Regions from separate parts of the Muntiacus reevesi genome. Here region 2 is linked to region 1. A link is a contact called in public Hi-C data. All regions are on one chromosome and are shown on one strand. Each heading gives the region's core, a stretch centred on a gene start, on an enhancer-like site or on the middle of the called end of the contact. The rest is flanking DNA. Distances are from core to core; before and after follow the strand shown. Region 1 holds the start of NFRKB (nuclear factor related to kappaB binding protein). Region 2 holds the start of APLP2 (amyloid beta precursor like protein 2).

What was found. A called contact is a pair of places that touch in the nucleus more often than the background predicts.
Region 2: a Hi-C map of muscle shows a contact between it and region 1, with 1.9 times the contacts expected there. The contact joins the promoter of APLP2 here to the promoter of NFRKB in region 1. A contact is called at or near these places in 2 of 3 Hi-C or Micro-C datasets (blood and muscle).

Annotation. Positions count from the first base shown.
Region 1 is chr5:34,857,191-34,860,246 of mMunRee1.1, reverse strand. It overlaps NFRKB (nuclear factor related to kappaB binding protein), which reads left to right and starts at 1,530. Exons shown (of 26, transcript XM_065937404.1): 1 at 1,530-1,598. It overlaps PRDM10 (PR/SET domain 10), which reads left to right. Exons shown (of 22, transcript XM_065937408.1): 22 at 1-450.
Region 2 is chr5:35,004,592-35,007,523 of mMunRee1.1, reverse strand. APLP2 (amyloid beta precursor like protein 2) reads right to left here and starts at 1,539. Exons shown (of 17, transcript XM_065937412.1): 1 at 1,339-1,539. The coding sequence starts at 1,443.

The DNA of each region.
Region 1 (3,056 bases), core at 281-2,780:
ATAGATTTTGAAAAGGACTTGGATTTGAAGAGGTGGCAGATGATAAGTCATCTAAGACCCAATTTGAAAAAAAATTTTGTAGCCACTGTTTATACTGTGGTCTCTCCTAGGACACGCTGGCACTGTAGACTTCAGTGCAGTGTGGAAATTTTGGAGTAGGTTACATACAGATTTTACATTTTTACTGCTTGATTTGTGCCCACATAAACAGACATTTCATCATGTAAACTTACTGTTATTCTGGGAAAATCTATTGTTTTGGTCTTCTTGAATTGTTTTCTGATTTGGAATTATCCTTTCAAAAAACTCTTAGGACGTGTAGGGCTAAAAAGCACTTCGTGAGATGCTGAAGCTGACCCACAGGTTGGAAATATGACCCTACCCTGTTATTTAAATGTGAACATTTATGTACATTCAGTGAGTTATAGTGTTAATAGTCTTGTGCTACTCAGCAGGTGTAAAAATTAATAAATATTTTTTTTAATAAACATCCTCCTTGTTTGTATGTGTACAAAATACAAGAGCTTCTGATAGTTACTTTTTTTTTTTTTTTTAATAGTACAACTTGCATTGTTTTGACTCTTTGGTTTACTCTGGTGTGGTCAGAGACACAAAGTCTGGGAATTTATGGCTGGCAGTATGGAACGTTGTTCCCCTGTCCTTTTAGTTGGTGGTGTGTGATTCCAGATGCCTCACAACAATCTAAAGGGAACTAGAGGCAGGCGTGCAGTCAGCGAGGGAACAGAGATTGGCTTTGTTTGGAAACCACTATTTTCCAAGCAGGGAAGAGCACTAGTTTGGCCTGCCAGCTTGTCTGACATATTTCTATGCAGAGAACAGAGGACAGTCCCTGAACAACTGGTTGGAAGTACCTGTGTAATAAGAAGTTCGAAGCCGTTCAAAATGAAACCTAGCGAGTTAGAAGAAAGGGGCCCAGGTTCTTAACTATCGAGAATAGTTGAGAGAAGGTATAGTAATAGAGAGAAGACTATCGAGTTTGATTTAAAATGTATTTTAAATGTGTGTACTTTCTTTCCGAACGTCGAGGATCCAGGGATGGGAGAGAGTACTGGGGCCACGCCGGGGTTAGTTGGAGCGGCACAGGCTCTGATCAGCCTTCTCCTCGATGAAACTTGAGAAATCACAAAATAGGAGCTAACAGCGCACCACGTGGCTGGTACAAAGATTCTTGGATGGAAAGTGCTCAGGTGCCAGGAGCAGGGTAGGCGCTCTGCAAACGTTAGCTAATAAAACTGCATTCACTCACTTATGGGCTCTGGAGCCTCAGCTCGCGCCCAGGTAAAGACTGGCCACACCGAGTTCGCCCTCCGGACACTTCTAAGTCCGGTGAGATTAACGAGCCAGACAGCAGCCTGCCCTCCAAAGTCCAGCCCTGCGGGCTCTCGGCACTACAGGCTGTGTGCCTCGCGAGCCCCGCCCCGGCACCTCCGGCCCCGCCCCGAAAGCCACGCCCCCGGCACTTCCAGGCCCCGCCCCGCGCAGCCCCGCCCCTTCCGCCGCCCGACCCCGGAGCGTGCACGCACCGAGACGCCTTGCGGGAGCGAGCGCGTCCGGTCTGGGAGCCCGCGGGCTGAGAGGTGAGACGGGTTAGGAGACCGGCTCCCGCGGCGCTGGTGAGGGCGGGCCGGGGCGGCGAAAGCGTTAAAGTGTTGTGTATGGAGCAGAGGGAGGAAGCGAGCGGCCGGGTCTCCGAGGGTCGCTGCTCCCTCGGGCTCGAGGCAGGGGAGCGGGCGCGGTGGGAGCCGGGCGGCCTGGGTGGGTGGGGGTTAGGGTTAGCGCGGTGTGGGGGAGGGGCCTTGGGCGCGGAGGTGGCGCGGGACCCGGCCCTGGGGGCTGCGGAGGGGTTTGCAGTTTGAAGCGGGCGGCTGCCGCGGCCGGAGCCTGGGGTTTAACTTCTGTGTTGGGGAGGGGCTGGGAGGGAAGGTTCTCCCAGGTGCAGAGGAAGGGCCTTGGGGAGAGAGGCCTTCCTGGTTGGTCAAGTGGTGCAGGACGCCGCAAGAGTTAAAAACCCTAAAAAACCCTTGGCTTCCGGGGTCCCGACCCTTTGGCAGCTGCCTGCTTTCTTGTGTTTTGAGATTACCTAAAGAGTAGTTGCAGGGCAAAGGTTGCCGTTCAGTGTAATTGAAGAAACTGGTGAGCAGTTTGTGAAACAGGTGGTTCTCCTAAGAGTCAGGTAAAACCCTGCAGCTGTTACCCTCTTCGGTGCCAGTTCTGTTAAGAGGGCTTTATTCTGAGCATCAGGTTGCATCTACTTTTTTGTTTTGTTTGTAAAAGTTTTTATTAAAGGCAAATGCATTGTGCTTTCTCAATGGTGTCAGTAATTTAGGCATCAGAGGTGTTCAAGATTCCGTCCTTCATCGTGTACTGAAGGGTGATGGGACATAGTCCCTTGGGGACCACTCAGCTGCTTTGAACAGGAGTCTTTCCACTATATCATTATGTAGATCTGACATCTCTTCCAGATAACTTGAAATAATTAGGGGAAAGGTGCTTGTTTTAACAGTAATATTACAGACCTGCTCTTTATCCTTTGAGAGTTTTTCAGAATGAGAAGTCATTACATGACTGCATTAAGCTATATGAATGCATCCATCTGGAAATGATTCACTGCATTTCATGGTTGGAAATAACTGTAGAGAGGACCAGAGGACCAGGTCCTGCTCCTCTTCATCTTAGATAGGTAAAGAAATTGATAGCTGGTTAGGTAAGATGTGCTCAGAGTCGCTGAGATGAGACTAGGAGTTTGGTGTTTATTAAACCTGTTCTTATTCCTTTCCATTTGGTAGGAATCAGAGTTGGAGAAGGGATTTAGCAAGTGTTTGTAGGGTGGTTGAGTTCAGCCTCCCCTTGGACCAGTTGTTAATAACTATGGCCTCTGCTTTGCACCTAATTCCAGCCATCAGCCTTATGAGATGCTCTCTGAAAAAATTTTCATATGTATGTTTCTAAAGGTAGCCAACAGTGTTCACTTATTATAGGAAGGAGAAAAATAGCATTATGTTTACATGGTTATACATATCAGCTGGACCAACTTA
Region 2 (2,932 bases), core at 290-2,789, 150 kb before region 1:
ATTAACTATTTCTACTTGAAACTTCCTCCACCACCACCCCGTCCCCCGCCCCGAAGAATCAAAGCTTCAAGCAGGATGAATAGGACGTTTTAAGCTGTTCCACTGGAGGTTTGTTCTAGAGTCGACTGCTTCTAATCGTGGAAATATTTCCACTTTCTGCAGAAGAACACGTTCTAACTGTGGGTTTTTATTAGAAACTCTTCAGTCAATGCCTGTGTAATCAAATCCAGTCTCACTTCTCTCTGAAATTAGCCAACTCCGCAGAAAGCCATTGTAATTTGCAAAAGAGCGAAGAGGAGAAATAAACTACACCAGAAACACACATTCCAGTCCGACAGTTCAAGCACTATTTCGAGATGGCAAGTAAAAATAAAGCCCCACGTCTCCCTCGTGGACAGAAAGGTTTCTACAAGAGGCCAGGTCCAGGCCACAAGGCAGGGCCCCCTGACCCCAGCGAACCTTCCGGGCACGCAAGCACCGGACCACCGCCCGGCACAGACGCATGTGTCCGCGAGGTCGCCAGGTGCGGGGAAACTACTTACGCCGAAAAAGTACGATTCAACCAGAGTTTTTACAACGTATTCACGGGTACTGTCCCTGCTCGCTGAAACCCACCACAAAAGGGAACAACGCCGACAGCAGACAAGGGTTTCCCCTGGTTCATCAGACTCAGGCAACCGGATTGTATTTAACAATCCCTCCCGAAGGTCCGACGCCAGAGCCGGGATCCGGAGCGGGAGGCGCACAGGAAGCAGAGGGCGCACCCGCTGCGGGGAGCGGAGTCGCTCCCGTGCCGCCCGGGAGGCGCTATCCCGGCGCCCGCATCCCCGCGGCCCGGCCCACTCTCCAACAAAGGCCGCATCCGCCTCTCCTGGGTGGGAAGCCCGGGTGCGGCACGGGGGCCGGGTCAGCACGGCCGCCCCCGGAGCGAGCCCAGCCGCACCGGGTCCCGGGCTGCAGGGCGCACGGCAGAGGCTCGCGCGGTCCCGGGGGACGGCAGAGTGGGCGTCTGGGCTTCGCAGGGTCCGCAGAGGATGTGGCGGCGCCGCGGGCGGGATGGGGGCTGGGGCGGCCGAGGCGGCCCATTGCCCCCCGCAACCCCGATGCCTTTCATTTGGCCTCTGCGGCGGCGGAGACAGCCCGACCTCCAGCGCCAAGCACTGCGCCAAGCCGGGGCGGGCGGGGGAGGCGCTCCAGACCCGCCGCAGCGCCGGACCACCCCCACCGCCCAGCGCGCCGCGACCCCCTCCCGGCCCGGACCCCGCGGCCCGCTCGCCCGCAGGCCGCGCTCCCCCGCGGGCGCAGGATAAAGGGCTCGGGCGCTCGCCCGGTCCCCACCTCAATGTAGCCGGCCAGCGCCGCGGCGGGAGCTGTGAGCCCGAGCAGCAGCACGACCAGGAGTTTGCCCGTGGCCGCGGTGGCCGCGGTCCCGGTGGCCGCCATCCCTCGCCGGGTCGCTCTAGCGCTCGGCTCTCAAGCTCACACAGACGGACCCAGGAGCGTTCCCACCGTGACCCAGAAGCATCTGAAGCCTGTCCGCCGCCGCCCCTAGGGTTTTACACCGACCGGAACTGACTTCACAAAACCACACCCTCCATCTTCGGCGCCCAATGCCGACCCGCAGAGCCTCCGCAAAACACAGCCCCTCGTTCAGCCCAGACCCAATCAGGGGACGGAAGAGCTCGCCCCGCCCTCCGCTCCAGCCGCGCACCCCGCCCGGTCCCGCCCCCAGCTGCTGACGCCCCGCCCCGCCGGGCCCCGGCTGCTCCGGGACGCGGGGGTGTGCGCGGGGTTGGGGGGGCCCGGGCGCGGTGCGCTTAGGCGGGCAGCACCCTCCTGGTTAGCTGCCCGCACTGCGCCCTTCTGTTCTGCAGCCGCCCGACACCAGACACGCCCCGCTGCCCGCCCCTGCGGGCTATTTTCCAGATTCCTTTGGGTACCGCCCTCTTCGGGGTTCCGACAATGATTTTATGAAAAACAGGATTTTTTTTTTTTTTTTTTTTTAAGGAAAAACAGGATGAATTGTTCCGAGTCCAGGCAGGTTTACAGAAGGCCGTCCTCCCGGACAGAGGAAGGGCTGCAAGAGGCTGCGTTCCTCCGCCCCAACCCCCGCAGGGCGCGCCCCGTCCCTGCCCGCCGCTCGCCCAGAGCCGCTGTTTCCAAGCTCTCGACCGCTGGTCCTTAGGCCTCAGCCTTCCTCCTCCTTGCCGGCGGCCACTAGATCCCGGGATAGCTCCCTCCCACCGGAGGCCAGCGGTGCGAGGACCACGTTGACCTCAGAGCCCAGGTCCAGGCCTTCCTCCTGTGTTTCAGGGAAAGATCGTTTTTCTCTCTTGTTCGGTTGACGATCGCTAGCAAGAGACCTGCTTCTCTCTGCCTGCGTGCCCCGCTGCGCTTCCACTCCAGCTGGGAGACACCATACTACTCGGTTCACAGCGGGCACGGCCTCGCGGTGCTGGGGCACCGCCGGCTTTGTTTCCTGTCTGCAGCCGTGAGGTTTATGGACCAGCCTCTGCAGCGTCCTTGCTCGTTTCCAAATACATAGAGAGCGGGGTCTCTAACCACAGGAAAGACGGTAAAAGCGAAGAGACGGTGTCCAACCAGGAGAACGCCGGACTTTCCAGCCCCACTGCAGACGCGCCCGGTCCTGGACTTGAACAGGCTGTGCCCCATTCCCAAAGACAGCCCGCACCTTTCCATTACAGAGCCGTCTCGGTGCCTGCACTGTCCTCGCTCCCGTTACCTGTTGTAAACATCTTCCTTTTCGTCTGCTCGCCTCTGCTTCTCAACCCCCAGAGCCCTGTTCCCACTATGACACTTGCTACCCTTTGTTGTTTAGTCCCTCATTTGTGCCTCTCTGCCGCCCACGGACTGTAGCCCGCCAGGCTTCTCTGTCCATGGGATTCTCCAGGCAAGAAGCCTGGAGTGGGTA